2 separate regions of the Mus musculus genome follow, and region 2 is linked to region 1. The links are chromatin contacts, called in public HiChIP or PLAC-seq maps. All regions are on one chromosome and are shown on one strand. Each heading gives the region's core, a stretch centred on a gene start, on an enhancer-like site or on the middle of the called end of the contact. The rest is flanking DNA. Distances are from core to core; before and after follow the strand shown.

Region 1 (6,721 bases), core at 1,553-4,052:
GCAGAGGCGGGAGAGGTGGCTGAGTGGTTACAAGCACTGACTGCCCTTGTTGGTTCACAGCCATCTGTATTGAGAGCTGGAGCCCTCTTCTGGCACGCAAGCATCCATGCAGCAGAACACTGTATTCATAATAAGTCAAAATAGAAATTAAAAAAATAAAAACAGAGATCCAGGCAGCAAGTGTACAGAGTGGCAGGCCTGGGGCCTGGGTCCACCTACCCCAACACCATAAACACTTTATGTAAATTACACAGGGTGCCATGCATGGGTTATGCACAAATACATCCTCATTTGCTAGATGAGCATCAATGCCTGTGAGGAGCTCAGGATCCTGGACCCACCCTCAGAGTGTTGACTACGTAAGGGCTAAATTGTCCATACTTACCTGTCAGGGTGAGTTGGTGTGTGGTATGTGAGAAGGCCTCTGTGTTTCTTTCTGTGTTTTTACAAGTTTTGCTCACAGAGACCAGTGGGAGTGTCAGACTCCTGGAGCTGGAGTCACAGGTGGTTGTGAGCCTCCATGTGGTTGCTGGGAATCGAACCTAGGACTTCTGCAAGAGCAGCTGGTGCTGTAATCACTGAGCCGCCTCTCCAGTGTCCCATCTTATGTTTCAGTCTGAGTCTCACATCCCTGGCACGAGATGTCCCTACTTCCCTAGCAGTAGGCTCATAGATGTGACCAGCACATGACAGGAACATCGCTGAAGCCCTACTGGGATGGCAGCCGGGAGGTTCTCAGGGGTGGGGGCTGGGGTGGGGAACTCCAGAAGGAAGTGGTTCAGGGTCCCTAGGCAGGAAAACTCCTCCTCAGCCTGCCTAGTACTGGGAAGGTTATTTACATTCCATGGGGATGACATCATAGGGCGGGCCTTGATGCCCCCAGAAGGCTGGCCCAGAACTCACCAAATAAGGTCTGAAGCCCCTTAGAAAGAGGAAGGGCCTGGCATGAGGAGGTGGGAGGGGGAAGAGGGAGGGGGCTCCAAAGCACGGACAGGCATGAGAGCTAGCCTAGAAAGAGAATCTGGCTTTCTCAAGAAACACCAAACAGAAAACGGTGTCCTGAACCATCCCGGCACTGGGGAGACACCAGTATAAAAGCATCCATGTACAGAACTCAAGAAAGGCAGACCCAGCAAGTCGTAAAACAGCCTGTGCAGTGTGGTGGGACATCACCCAGGGCTGCCAAGGACTCCCTGAGCTCAGTCCCTGGAACTGGCTCGCATGGGAGAGGAGAGCACAGACTCCAGGAAGCTGTGCTGTGACTAAGACACATATGCACACAAAATATAGTAATTACATAAAAGAAGTTCAAGGCCAATCTGGGGGACATGAGAGCCTGCCTTTAAAAAACCAAAATCAAAATCAGCCAAGGCCAGGGTGGTGGTGCAATCCTTTAGCTCCAGCACTTGGGAAGCAGAGGCAGGAGGATCTCTGTGATGAGCAAGTTCCAGACCAGCCAGGAGTACATAGTAAGACTCTGTCTCATGGGGGAAAAGAAGAAACCGAGCTGAGAACAATCCCATAGCAGACAATGCTCCGAGGCACTGTCCCCGGCTCAGGGGCAGCAGCTACAGGTCTCTGTGTCTCTCTCCACAGAGGACACGAGAGAAAAGGAACTCAGGTTCCCTGTCATCTGGGAACCTGAAGTCTGGCGTGGTACCACCAGAAAACTCTGTGGCCACTGCTTCAAGACACTGAGGAGAGGAAGGGCACCCACCTCCCACGCCACTCACCTGCCAAGCTCCTCTCCCATCTCATAATGGTCCTCAACATCCTCTTGCCTGAATGTGGACATGGCGGCTGGCCTTCTGAAGGATTCTGGGGACACAGGAGCTGGAGGGACAGAGGAAACAGGAAATGTTTATCACGGATCCGACTTCTCCCAAGAGGCTTCCCCAGCATATGTGACACACAATGCCCCTGCCCCAGATTTTCTTTGGTCATCTACAGCCTCTACCCACAATTTGGTCATGGTAGAGCAAACCTGACACCCCACACTGGGGAGCGGAGGGCTGCACGGCTACGAGTTCAAGAGCATACTCAAATACTTGGTGAGTTACAAGCCAGCCTGAGTTCCATGAGACCAGCTCAAGTGACTGGAGAGATGGCTGAGACGGTAAGAGTGGGTGCTGTACTTGCACAGTCTCCAAGTTCAGTTTCCAGTGCTCACTAGTATCTCTAACTCCCAGGCCTGATGACCTCTAACGCTCTCTTCAGGAACCTCAGGTACCTGCGGGCACTGTGACACCCCTCTCAGAAACAAGCATAGATATAACTAAAAGAAGCGGAACAACATCTCTCAAGCAGTATATATATATATATATATATATATATATATATATATATGTACAAAACTATAAAACACAATACAGTGTCAGGTGCCCTTTACCCTAGCACTCAAGAGGCTGAGGCTGGAGGATTAAACAGAGTTCCAAGTCAGCGTGGGGTTCTCTACTCGAAACACTTCCATAGCGTCCGGCTCTTGAAATTCCTACCTAGCTTCCTCACCTGTCAATCATGCCCACCAGCACCCCGGAACTCAGGGGTGTCGCCGGAAACCTGACACATGCGCAGCAGTGTTGCTATTCCTAGAGGTCCACCCCTCGAGATTGGAGAAAGCCATGCCCCTCGCGGGTTCCCTCCCCTCGCTCCCGCCCTCGTCGCGTGTCCCTTGGGTCCCAACACAACGTCCCGGACCCGGCCCATTCGTACCGTCCTCAGCCATCGAGTCCCCGCCCGGTGCCAGCGAGGCCCCCGCGAGAACCTCCGGTACAAATCCTGAGACGGCATCTACGCATGCGCTGACAGCGCAGGGGCACACCTCCGCAAAACCCGAAAACCAGCGCTCATTGGACTACGACTTTAACCGGAAATTGAATGCACACGCTCATTGGTTAGCATCTGACCTCTCAGCGGAAGCGGACGTTGACTAGTGACGTCATCACCCAAGGCTAGGCGAGAGTCCAGTGCTCATTGGCCAGCCTGACAGATTCACAGGAAGGCTCGACACCGCCCTTGTGGAGCACATCATTATTGGGCTCCTGGCTGATGATTGGCTAACGCGAGAGGCTGAAAGCCAATAACCTGGAGCCGGGTATGCGCAGACCAAACCCCTGATGTGCAGGTCTATGGAGTGATTCAAGTTTGTGGAATGGACTGAGGCAGTACTGTGAACTCACAATAAAACCCATTCTGTCGCACGGGGTGCAGTGTGTGTGTTATGTGTGAATCACCGCAGGCCACCTAAGGGTAGCCAGATACCCTGAAAACCAGGAAAGCGTGCGCTGTACAAAACAGAGTTGCGAGCACATGTGGATCAACCACTGTAGTTTATTACTCCAATGATTCATTCCCACAGCCGGGCTGCAAGTCTAAGGCAGGCTGCCTGCCTTCCTGGAGGCACTTACCCCACCTCCCCCTCTGGGGGAACTCCACTTGGCCATGGACCCCAAAAACCTCTGAATGCATTTATTTAGACTTTTGGACATCTGCGCGTTTCCCTCTGAAAATGTTAAGAGCCGTGTCCCGCCCACCCCACAGCCTGCCAGTCCAGCCTGCAGAGAGATTCCCGCTATCTTGTAATTCCGAAATAAATAGAATTGGTAGCAAGTGAGTGCTGAGTGATGTCAGGGTGGCCCCAGCAGCCTCTAGAGGAGCACTGTGGGACAGTCTCAAGGTGTCTTCTGATGGGTGGGCACTGTGCAGCATGTGGCAGTATCAGGCTGCCTACAGTTTGTCCAGGAAGTTGTCCAGCGCTGGGATGCCCTCTTTCAGGCCCTTGCGCTTGCGCGTCTCAGCTACCACTTGGCTGGGGCGGCTGCTGTTGTCAAAAGGATCCCCAGGCAGGATCTGCCAGTGGTCAAACACGCACTGGGGGAAGGCCTGGCCGCCGGTGTTGGATCGCAGATCAGCGGTGAAGCCTAGACAGAAGACAGGAGACTCAGGTGACTTCCCTGGGGGGGTGGGGTGGGGGGGGGACATGCTTAGCTGTCTTGCCACCCCTCCCAGGAGGGATTCCTGGGTCCTTTGTTTTGGTTTCTCTGTGTAGTTTGTAGCTCTGTCTTTCCTGGCACCCTTAAGCAAGCTGGCCGTGATGACAGAAATCTGCTTCTGTTCTGCACCCCGCAGCTATATTACACAGGCCTTGCAGGTTATCTGCAAACCCCAGGGACCAGACACTCACCAAAGGACTCATTGACAGGCAGGTATGCCTTGACCACAAACATGGGGGTACCAGCCACCTGGGACTCCTCAAACACATGGCCACGCTTCCTGTTCAGGACACCGTAGATGCCACCCACCACTTGCTCAGGACACTTCGAGGAAAAAGAGAGAACATGGTGAGCAGTGGGCAGAGGCAGGAGGATAGACAGACACCACCTAAGATACACAAGTTACCTGGATCTCCACCAGATAGATAGGCTCCATGAGGCGGGGCTGTGCGGTCAGCACACTGGCATACAGGCAGCGGCGTGCTGTGGGGATGATCTGGCCACCTCCCCGGTGAATGGCATCAGCATGCAGGGTCACATCATGAACATCAAACCGCACACCACGCATGTTTTCCTCACAGAGAGCGCCCTGTGAAGAGCTGGAAGTTAGACACCAGCAGCCCCTCAGAACACAGGGTCACCAATGCTGAGTCACTTACCTCCTTAGTAGCCCACTGGAAGCCAGCCACCACACTGTCCTTGATCTCATTCAGGTACTGCACACCCTTGGTGATGTCGGTGAGAATGTTGGGGCCAGTGCCATCAGGGCCAAAGCACCAGATCTTGCGGGCTTCAGCAACGTCCCACTCATACTTTTCGGCCAGGTAGCGGGCACGTGCCTTGAGCTCCTGGCGGGCAGACACCTCACCCTTATCGATGTCCTCTGCCAGGCCATCAGGGAAGGGCCTGGCCTTCATGTACAGCCGGTTGTGCTTATTGGGGGACTTGGACAGACACAGCACGTTGGATTCCTCACTGACTGTCTCCCGATATGACACAACAGGGTCAGATTTCTGTGAAAGGGAAACAGACCACAACTGTCAACACTACAGGGCTTCCAGGGGGCCTGCATAGAACCCTCAGCACATGGTGCAGCACCTCAGGCACATAGGCAGAAGGATGAGACGCCCATTCTGGTGCCCACCTTGATGGGGATGCAGGCATGGTCCTCCTCCAGGTCCTTAAGGCAGATCTCCAGGTGCAGCTCACCGGCGCCAGCAATAATATGTTCTCCAGACTCCTCAATGATGCACTGTGGGAACAATGGTCAGCACCCTGCCGTCCTCCCCAGGCATAGGGCTCAGCCCTATGACAACAGCCAATACAGGCCTAGCCTCAGCCCTCCCCTGCTTTTGCCAGGTGTTCCCCCTCTCCAACCACAATAAGCCAAGACCTAGTGGCACACCTGCACCATAGGGTCAGACTTAGCCAGCCGCTTCAGCCCCTCCACCAGCTTGGGCAGGTCAGCTGGGTTCTTGGCCTCCACTGCCACACGGACGACAGGGCTGACGCTGAACTTCATCACGCGCATGTTGTGAGCGTGCTCAAAGGTAGTGATGGTCCCCGTCTTCACAAGGAACTGGTCCACTCCGACCAGCCCCACAATGTTTCCACATGGCACGTCCTCAATCGGCTCCACGTAGCGGCCCATCATCAGAATGGTTCTAGAGGGAGGGCAACTGTCAACAGGGTGCTCCTGGGAAGCAGCCAGGACTCAGGAAAATAAGGCCAGTGCCCACCTCTGGATAGGCTTCAGGTATAGGTCCTCTTTCTTCCCAGGCGTGTAGTTGGGGCCCATGATCCGGACCTTCAGGCCCGTGGACACCACCCCAGAGAACACTCTACCAAAGGCATAGAAGCGGCCTTTGTCAGAGGTTGGCACCATCTTGGAAATGTACATCATAAGTGGGCCTTTGGGGTCGCAGCTCTTAATACCTATGGAAAGTTGGGAAATCGAGTCACCTGGTTGCCAAGGCTGGAGGACCCAAGAGCTAAGCCCAGGAGCCCCTACAGTACATACCCATGGCGGCCTCATCGTCGGGAGGCCCCTCGTATAGCAGCTCACAACGGTACTTCTGTGCAGTGACGGGGGATGGTAAGTGGATGGTGATCATCTGCAGGAGGGCGTCCCCTGCAGGCAGCCAGCGGCGCATCACAGCCTTGAGCAATGGCTTGCCCTCCTTGTCTTTGTCCTCGCTGTCCAGCTTGATGTCCAGCTTCTCGATCAGCTTGGCTGTCTCCTCCTTCCTGAAGTTCATGATGGCGTCGAACACCTGTTTGCACAAGGGAAGCAGATGAGCAAGGCCAGGTCATGGGAGCGACTTCCCAAGGCTGGGAACACAGGCCAGGACCACAGCTTACCCACCTTGAAGATGGGGTCCAGGATGAGCTGGCAGAAGGTGCGGGGAAGTTTTTTCCCATCTGGGCTATTGGCTGACTTACTGAACTTGCCATTGGCCGGATCAAAGTACCTGTAGAGAGCAGTCACATAGTATCGGCAGGCAGGCATTGTCCACAAGTAGCAGGGGTAGAGACAGTCACACAGCCATGTACTCACCGGTCTCCCCACAGCTTCTTCATCATGTCCTCTACTTTCTTGGCACGCTCGGCTGCGCTCAGCTGGCCCTCACCCTTGGCTGCAAACTTGGCCACATACATCTCCGCAAACTGCTTCAGGGTGAAGGCCCAGCCATGCAGGCCAGAACCAAAGCCTACGGTGCCCAGGACGG
Region 2 (6,721 bases), core at 1,755-4,254, 850 kb after region 1:
GATTCTGGCCCCTCCGATGTCAGCCACTGGAGTACTGGATGACAGAGTACACAGACCACATAGTGAGTTCAATGGCAGCCTGGGCTCCAGAGTCCAGGTTTCAAACCCCACCACCCAAAAAGGGTAGGGGAGAGAGACGACTCAGTGGCCAAACGCTTTCTATGAAGGCCCGAGGACGTGAGTTTGGAACCCAGCACATACCAACAAAACAGAACTAACAAGAACAGGCTTGCTACAGTGTGTCTGAAACCCAGCACTTGGGAGAGGGTGGCAAAGACAAACAGCTCCCTGGACCTCACTGAACAGTCAGTCAACCTGAAGCAATGAGCTACAGATTCACAGAGCAAGTGGAGAGAAGCCAGCCAGATGGCTCAGCACTTGCCAAACACAAGGGCCATGTAACCTGATTGCTTCCATGTGGTGGAAGATCTCTCTTTCCATCTCTGTGTCTCTCTCTCCAGCGTACCTCCCAAGCAAACAAGGTGAGCTATTCCTTGCTCTTCAGTTTCACTGCTGCCCATGTACAGGCGGCTGGGGTTGACTTCTGCTCCCTGGGGCACTTGTGGTGGGTTGTGGCTTTACTTAGTGCCTTCATTACCGCACTCCACAGAGCAGCCTTCTGGCCACTAAGACACTTGGCAATGAAAAGCTGGGAGCCACCATTGTGAATCTGTCACTAGACGGTGCCAAGGAAGAGCACAGGGCTTGTGGGATCTGGGGCCTTATTGTGCTCCAATGAAGGTCAGAGGCTAGGCAAAGAGGGGAGGTGGGAAGGCTTATCCACTTGAGGGGACCTTTGCCCTTGGGGCAGCTGGGACTAGGATGGCTCCTCCTTCCTCCCCCACAGACTGTTATCTGCAGGGACACAGGCGTCGGAGCCTAAGGTCAGAGTCCCGGCCCCTCCTTCCATCTGCTCTGGGTCTTATCCTCTTCGACCTAAGGATGAAGAAGGAGGGGGCAGCAGCTGGCCCCAGTGACCTTTGTACCACTGCCCCCAATAAAGTTGCCAGCCTCATTTAGTGTCTGAGGGCATAGCGTGGCCATTTGGGGCAGTTGAGATAAGGGTCCTGAAGCAGGTGGGAGATGTCACCCTGTCTCTGGCACTCATGGGGTGGAGAGGGCTCTTCCAGTGTACTGGTCCCCTCAATCTCTTTAACTACAACCTCAGCAGGAAGAGGATAACCTTGGACAAAGGCCTTAGGGCAGGGAGGGAGCAAAGGCACAGAGACAAATGGACAGGACAGGTGACAGGTTTCACAACACAGCCCCTGCCACCTAGGCCTTAGTTCCCCTCCTGGCTGCCCCCCCCCCCAAGGTACTATGATGCAATTTGCCTAGTGATGTGGAAAGACAGGACAGAGGCTGTGGCCTATACCTGGGCCACACAGCGGGAAAATGGGCTGTCTTACGGTGCTGAGTCACAGGTGCAGTCTGGACAGATATCAGAACCCCCACACAAACACGGGGGGTCGGGTGGAGCCCACCTGCCCTCCAGCTGGTGAGGAAGTGACAGTACGTGGAACTTTGGGGATCTGTGGCAAAGGGCTTTATGTCCTTCACTCAGAGTTGCCGTGGTCTTGTGATTCAGGAAGGGAGGGGGACTTCAGAACACCACTGCAAGTTTCTGAAGACCCCAAAAGAAGGTCCCTAAAATCATTTCAGAAAGATGATGCACCAAGGCCCTTTCCACACTGCAGAAGGGGTCTAGAACAAGAATGGACCTAAAAACAGCTGAGGTGCTTGGATGGATAGTCCCTTCCTGCAAGTCCCTCCCCAAATCCCAGCCACTACCTTAGATCAACAAATATTGACTCAAAGCTATTGTGCTGAAGCACGGAGGAAGAGAGAGAGCCTAGTGTCCGGGTGCTGGGTCAGTCTCCTCCCAGCCTGGGCCTCAGAGGGCTCAGAGATCCACGGGGACTTTCTCCATGAGAATATTCGAGAAGGAGTACACACAATGGGCTGATAGGGCTGGGGTTGTTGTCCCTTGTTTTTCCATCCACTTAGGGGCCAGCTGGGCCACTGGAAAAACCAGACTTGCAGAGAAACCAGACTTGGGGCCTGGCATGCAGCCAGGGCCCCAAGAGGAGGCAGGTCACATGGAGAGTTGCAGTAGGACCCTAGGGTGCCCTTTTCCAAAGACCTTGGAAGAGAAGCAGGCAAATGAAAATCCCCCTTCTTGGGATTCCAGGATGAGACCCTACAGGTAGGTCAGAATGCCCAAATAATAACAGGGTCCCTGGGGGAACCAGAATGTATTTCCCTTCCATAGATAGGCACCTAGGACATTTTGGTTGCCTGTTGGGGACCCAGCTGTGCATTTCTTCCCAGTCTGGTCTGGGTGCCTAGTACCTCATGAGGTCTTTTCCCAGGCCCATCAGGGACCCAAGATATGCACTCCTTCTAGGTCTGAGTCCTTATGGCCTTGTAGAGGCCCTCAGGAACCTAGGATGTGCACACCTTCCAGGTCAGAGTTCCCAGAACCTCACGATGCCTGGTATAAGGGTCCATCTTAGAGATGGGATGCTGCAGCTAGGAATGAACTCTCAGGACCTCCCAAACCCCGTAGAAAACCTAAGATGTAAACTCCTTCCAGGGTGAGGGCACCCAAACTTCAAGATGCCCAGTCAGAACTTGGGTCCTGCAACTTATACAGGGATAGGACCCGGGAGCCAAGCCTGCATTCCCAGGGCCTCCTGGAGCTCGTCTAGAACCCATGACATGAGTCCTTTCCAGTGATGGGACCCAGGACCTCATGGTGCCCGTTGGGAACCAAGTGACATGCACCCCTCTCCAGGCTCACCCGCGGCGAGATACCGCTTCTCTACACCGGTCCTTGCTTCGAGCGCCCCGAGCGCTTCGGTGGCCACGTTCTTCTGTTCCAGAAAACGTTCGAAGCGCTGGCGCAGACCGTCCATGGCAGCGGCGGGCGCGGGGCAGGCCACTGAAGCACGCCCGCAACCTCGCGCACCGGCGCCGCCGAGAGCGCACTTTCACCACCCGCCCACCGCCCGGCCCCGCCCCCGGCCCAGTGCTTTCGGCCCCGGACCCTGGCTCCGCCCCCGCCCCCCGGCTCTGGCCAATGGGAGGGCAGGGCGGACAAAGGAGGTGGGGCCTGCCCCGTCTCCCCGGCCGCATGGCCCTCTGGCCAGGGTGAGGGCCGGGGCGGCAGCGAGGAGTCCCGAGGGGGCGGGGCCCCAGGGTGATGGCGTGTTGATTGGTCAAGAGGGTGTGGCACGATAGTGATTGGACAAGCGGTAGATTATTGACGGAGAGCGATTGACGTGGGTGGAGCTAGTTGAGGAACAGATGGGCGGAGCCTGGTAAAGATCAGCGCTGATTGGACAGACCAGAAAGGAGGCGGGACTACACTGGAAAAACGAAGCTGATCACGAAGGAGGGGGCGTGGAGAAAAGTGGGCGGGGCCAAATAAAGGTTGAAGGCACCTGTTACCTTGAACCTGCTCCTAAGGGCAGATGGAGGGGTTGTCCTTGTATAGGTGGAGAAAGTGAGGTTCCCGAAGGCTTAGGTCCCTATGAATGTGTCACTCCTAGTGGAATATTCCCACCCCTCCCAGGTGGGGAGGGGGTGGGGGAGGAAGGAAGCGCAAGGCCCCTTGGGAGTTGACAGCTTCGCGTTGCTATGGTGTCCAGGCTGGGAGTGCTTCCTGAAGCCCCGCCCCCGCCCCGCCCCCCGCTATGCGGCCCTCCCAGACAGAGCTGTGGCTGGGTCTGACTTTGACTTTGGCCCTCCTGGCTGTGAGGTGGGCCTCAGCCCAGGCCCCCATCTATGTCAGCAGCTGGGCAGTGCGGGTGACCAAAGGTTACCAGGAAGCTGAGCGCCTGGCCCGTAAATTTGGCTTCGTCAACCTGGGACAGGTGGGTGGGACGTGGGGTGTGGGTCTGGACAACCTCAGATCTGGACAAATGGGAGGGTGTCCCCAAGACCTCCCCAAATATGTATCTGTGTGCCCCTCCATGTTCAATTTGGGATTCTGTGGCTGTCATATGGACCCCTGGCTGAGGTGTATAAAGTCGTGGAGATCCTATCAAAGGAGCAGGGTCCCAGCTATGCCCCTGTTGTCCGTCGCATTCCCAGATCTTCCCTGACGACCAGTATTTCCATCTGCGGCACCGGGGTGTGGCCCAGCAGTCCCTGACTCCACACTGGGGCCATCGTCTACGACTGAAGAAAGATCCCAAGGTGAGAGTGCTCGTGGATGCTGTGTCCCAACCAGTAGCCTTCTGTCACCGTTCCTGCTATGAGTGGCCTGTGTGAAGTGGGGCCTAGTTGGGGAAGCCATGTGTGAGCTAGGCGCATATGTAACACAACTTAATATCCAGGGGGACTCAGATAAACCCTTGCCCTGTTGTCCTGAATGGAAGGTCTCATGCACTGGTCCTTTCCCCCCCTGCAAGCCACAGGATGTAGGGAAGGGAACCGGTCCATTTCAGCACACAGGGGAGCTGGAGTCGGTGAGTGTGCAGAACCAGGGGCAGAGCCCAAGTTTTTGGTGCTTCTGTAGGTGTCCTGTCCACATTAGGCCAGTCTGCCACTGGGAACAACTCTTAGATGGCAGTCAAAAAACAGGCATGGAGGTGTGGTATGAGCCATAGAGGGTTACAGGATACGTTAGAGAGGGGATCACCTGCACTGGGACCTATCTTAGCTATTGCTATGACAAATACCATGACCAAAGCAACTTCCAGAAGGAAGACTTTATTGGAGCTTATTGGACTCAGAGGGTGAGGCCATGGCCAGTATGTCAGGGAGCATAGCAGGAGGGGTCAAGGTGGTGCTGATAGTTCACAAGGGGAAGGGAGAGCTAGCTGGAAAGGACATGGGCTTCTGAAACCTCCAAGCCCACCACCCACCTCCCAGTGATAGCGATAGACCTTCTTAAACAGGTTCACCTACTGGGAACCCAGCCAAGTATAAAAGGTAGGGGCCATTCTCATTCAAACCACCACAGGGACTCAGTGTCTTTAGAAGCCAAGCCTCTGAAGGAAGAGAATGAAGATAAATAGAAGTGGATAGATGGACAGAGATGGTCACCCAGAAGAACATGGCTCCTGAGAGAGACTAAGATGGGGTGTAAGGAGAAGGGCACAGGAGATGCTTTGGGCTGATAAACAGCACATGGAAAGGCCCTGGGGTAGAAGACAAGACTTTTTCCTGCCTTCCTAGTTGTAGCTTTGAGAGGAGCAGGCTGACTGCTGTAGGCCAGCTGGGCAGTAGGTGTGGTGATGTTGGACGAAAACGGAGGGGATAGGAGCTAAAAGGTTCAGTGGGTAGAGTGGATGGTGGGACGGAAGTTCTGTGTTCCATCCCAGCACCACCCAGGCATGGTAGCACACTCCAGTCATGCACATGGAGAAGTGGAGGCAGGAGGATCAGGAATTCAAAGTTATCCTCAGTTACATAGAGTTTGAGGCTAGCCTGGACTACATGAGACCTCATCTCTGAAAACAGAGAAATAGACAATGAGATGGCTCAGAGGGCAAAGGTGCTAGCTGCCCAACCTAGCTGAGCTCAATCCCCAGATCCAAGTAGAAGGAGAACACTGACTCCCACAGTTACTTTGTTGTTGTTTAATTTTCGAGCTAAGGTTTTGCTGTGTAGCCCTGGCTGTCCTGGGAACTCAGAGCAGCCTGCCTCTGCCTCCTGAGTGCTGGGATTAAAGAAGTCACTGCCACCTCCTTTGAAACAGGGTTTCTCTGTATAGCCCTGGCTGTCCTGGAACTCACTCTGTAGACCAGTCTGGCCTCGAACTCAGAAATCTGCCTGCCTCTGCCTCCCGAGTGCTGGGATTAAAGGCGTGCGCCACCATGCCGGGTTCCACTGTTACTTTTTAAAAGATTTAGAATTTTCTTCCTTATATTTGTTTTTACTAATGTGGATCAGCGCTCTGCCTGCTTGTCTGTACCACATATATGCAGGTGCCCAGGGAGCCCAGAAGTGGGCATGGGATCTAGTTGGAACTTGTTCCAGGTGCCTGCAGCAAGCCACCATGTGGATACAGGGAACTGAACCTGGGTCCGCTGTGAGAGCAGTCAGTGCTCTTAAGCCCTGAAGCATCTCTGTAGGCCCATGAGTTGACCTCCACATATATGCCATGGTGCATGTATTAAGGACACAGGAGGGGGACAGACAGAGAGACAGAGTAGCTACAGGAGGTCGTGGAAGTAGTGTGACATGAGCCAGGGGTGTCCTGACCTAGAGTTTCAGAAGCGGTGGCTTTTTTGAAGTGCTGTACCACTTTGGACCCCAGCACTCCAGGGGAAGAGGCAGGTGAATCTCTGAGTTCAAGGCCAGCTTCATCTCCATAGTGAGCCCCAGGCCAGCAAGAACTACACAGTGAGACCTTGTCTCAAAAGAAAAGAAAAAAAATAATAATAATCACACTGCAGGAGGGAGCCAGCAGGACTTGGTGCCAGCAGGACTTGGTGAGAAGGACCTAGGAACCGGGAGGAGAAATGCGTGGGGCAGGAGAGCTGCATTCGCTCCCAGCAGCTCCAATCATGAATCATCAGGCTGTGTCTGAAAACACAGCTTTAAGCCGTGGTGGCACACGCCTTTAATCCCAGCACTTGGGAGGTAGAGGCAGGCAGATTTCTGAGTTCGAGGCCAGCCTGGTCTACAAAGTGAGTTCCAGGACAGCCAGGGCTATACAGAGAAGCCTTGTCTCGAAAAAACAAAACAAAACAAAACAAAACAAAAC

What was found. HiChIP or PLAC-seq counts read pairs in DNA pulled down with a chosen protein or histone mark.
Region 2: a FOXA1 HiChIP or PLAC-seq map of pancreatic cancer cells shows a contact between it and region 1. The contact joins the promoter of Reep6 here to the promoter of Dapk3 in region 1. A contact is called at or near these places in 1 of 39 promoter capture datasets (neural stem cells), 1 of 484 Hi-C or Micro-C datasets (B cells), 5 of 115 datasets of contacts at active chromatin or transcription factors (cardiomyocytes, hepatocytes, microglia and 2 more) and 3 of 9 other capture datasets (adipose tissue, liver and pancreatic islet).

What each region holds. Positions count from the first base shown.
Region 1 is chr10:81,179,088-81,185,808 of GRCm38.p6, reverse strand. It overlaps Dapk3 (death-associated protein kinase 3), which reads right to left and starts at 2,802. Exons shown (of 9, transcript NM_001190474.1): 1 at 2,713-2,802; 2 at 1,734-1,833. The coding sequence starts at 2,725. Eef2 (eukaryotic translation elongation factor 2) reads right to left here. Exons shown (of 14, transcript NM_007907.2): 5 at 6,550-6,721; 6 at 6,358-6,463; 7 at 6,013-6,265; 8 at 5,732-5,927; 9 at 5,398-5,656; 10 at 5,137-5,244; 11 at 4,652-5,005; 12 at 4,399-4,581; 13 at 4,184-4,316; 14 at 3,300-3,920. The coding sequence ends at 3,727.
Region 2 is chr10:80,326,428-80,333,148 of GRCm38.p6, reverse strand. It overlaps Reep6 (receptor accessory protein 6), which reads right to left and starts at 3,004. Exons shown (of 5, transcript NM_001204931.1): 1 at 2,804-3,004. The coding sequence starts at 2,918. It overlaps Pcsk4 (proprotein convertase subtilisin/kexin type 4), which reads left to right and starts at 3,676. Exons shown (of 15, transcript NM_008793.2): 1 at 3,676-3,878; 2 at 4,099-4,203. The coding sequence starts at 3,699. It overlaps Gm51809 (a long non-coding RNA gene), which reads left to right. Exons shown (of 3, transcript XR_003949017.1): 1 at 1-482; 2 at 2,008-2,206; 3 at 2,657-2,690.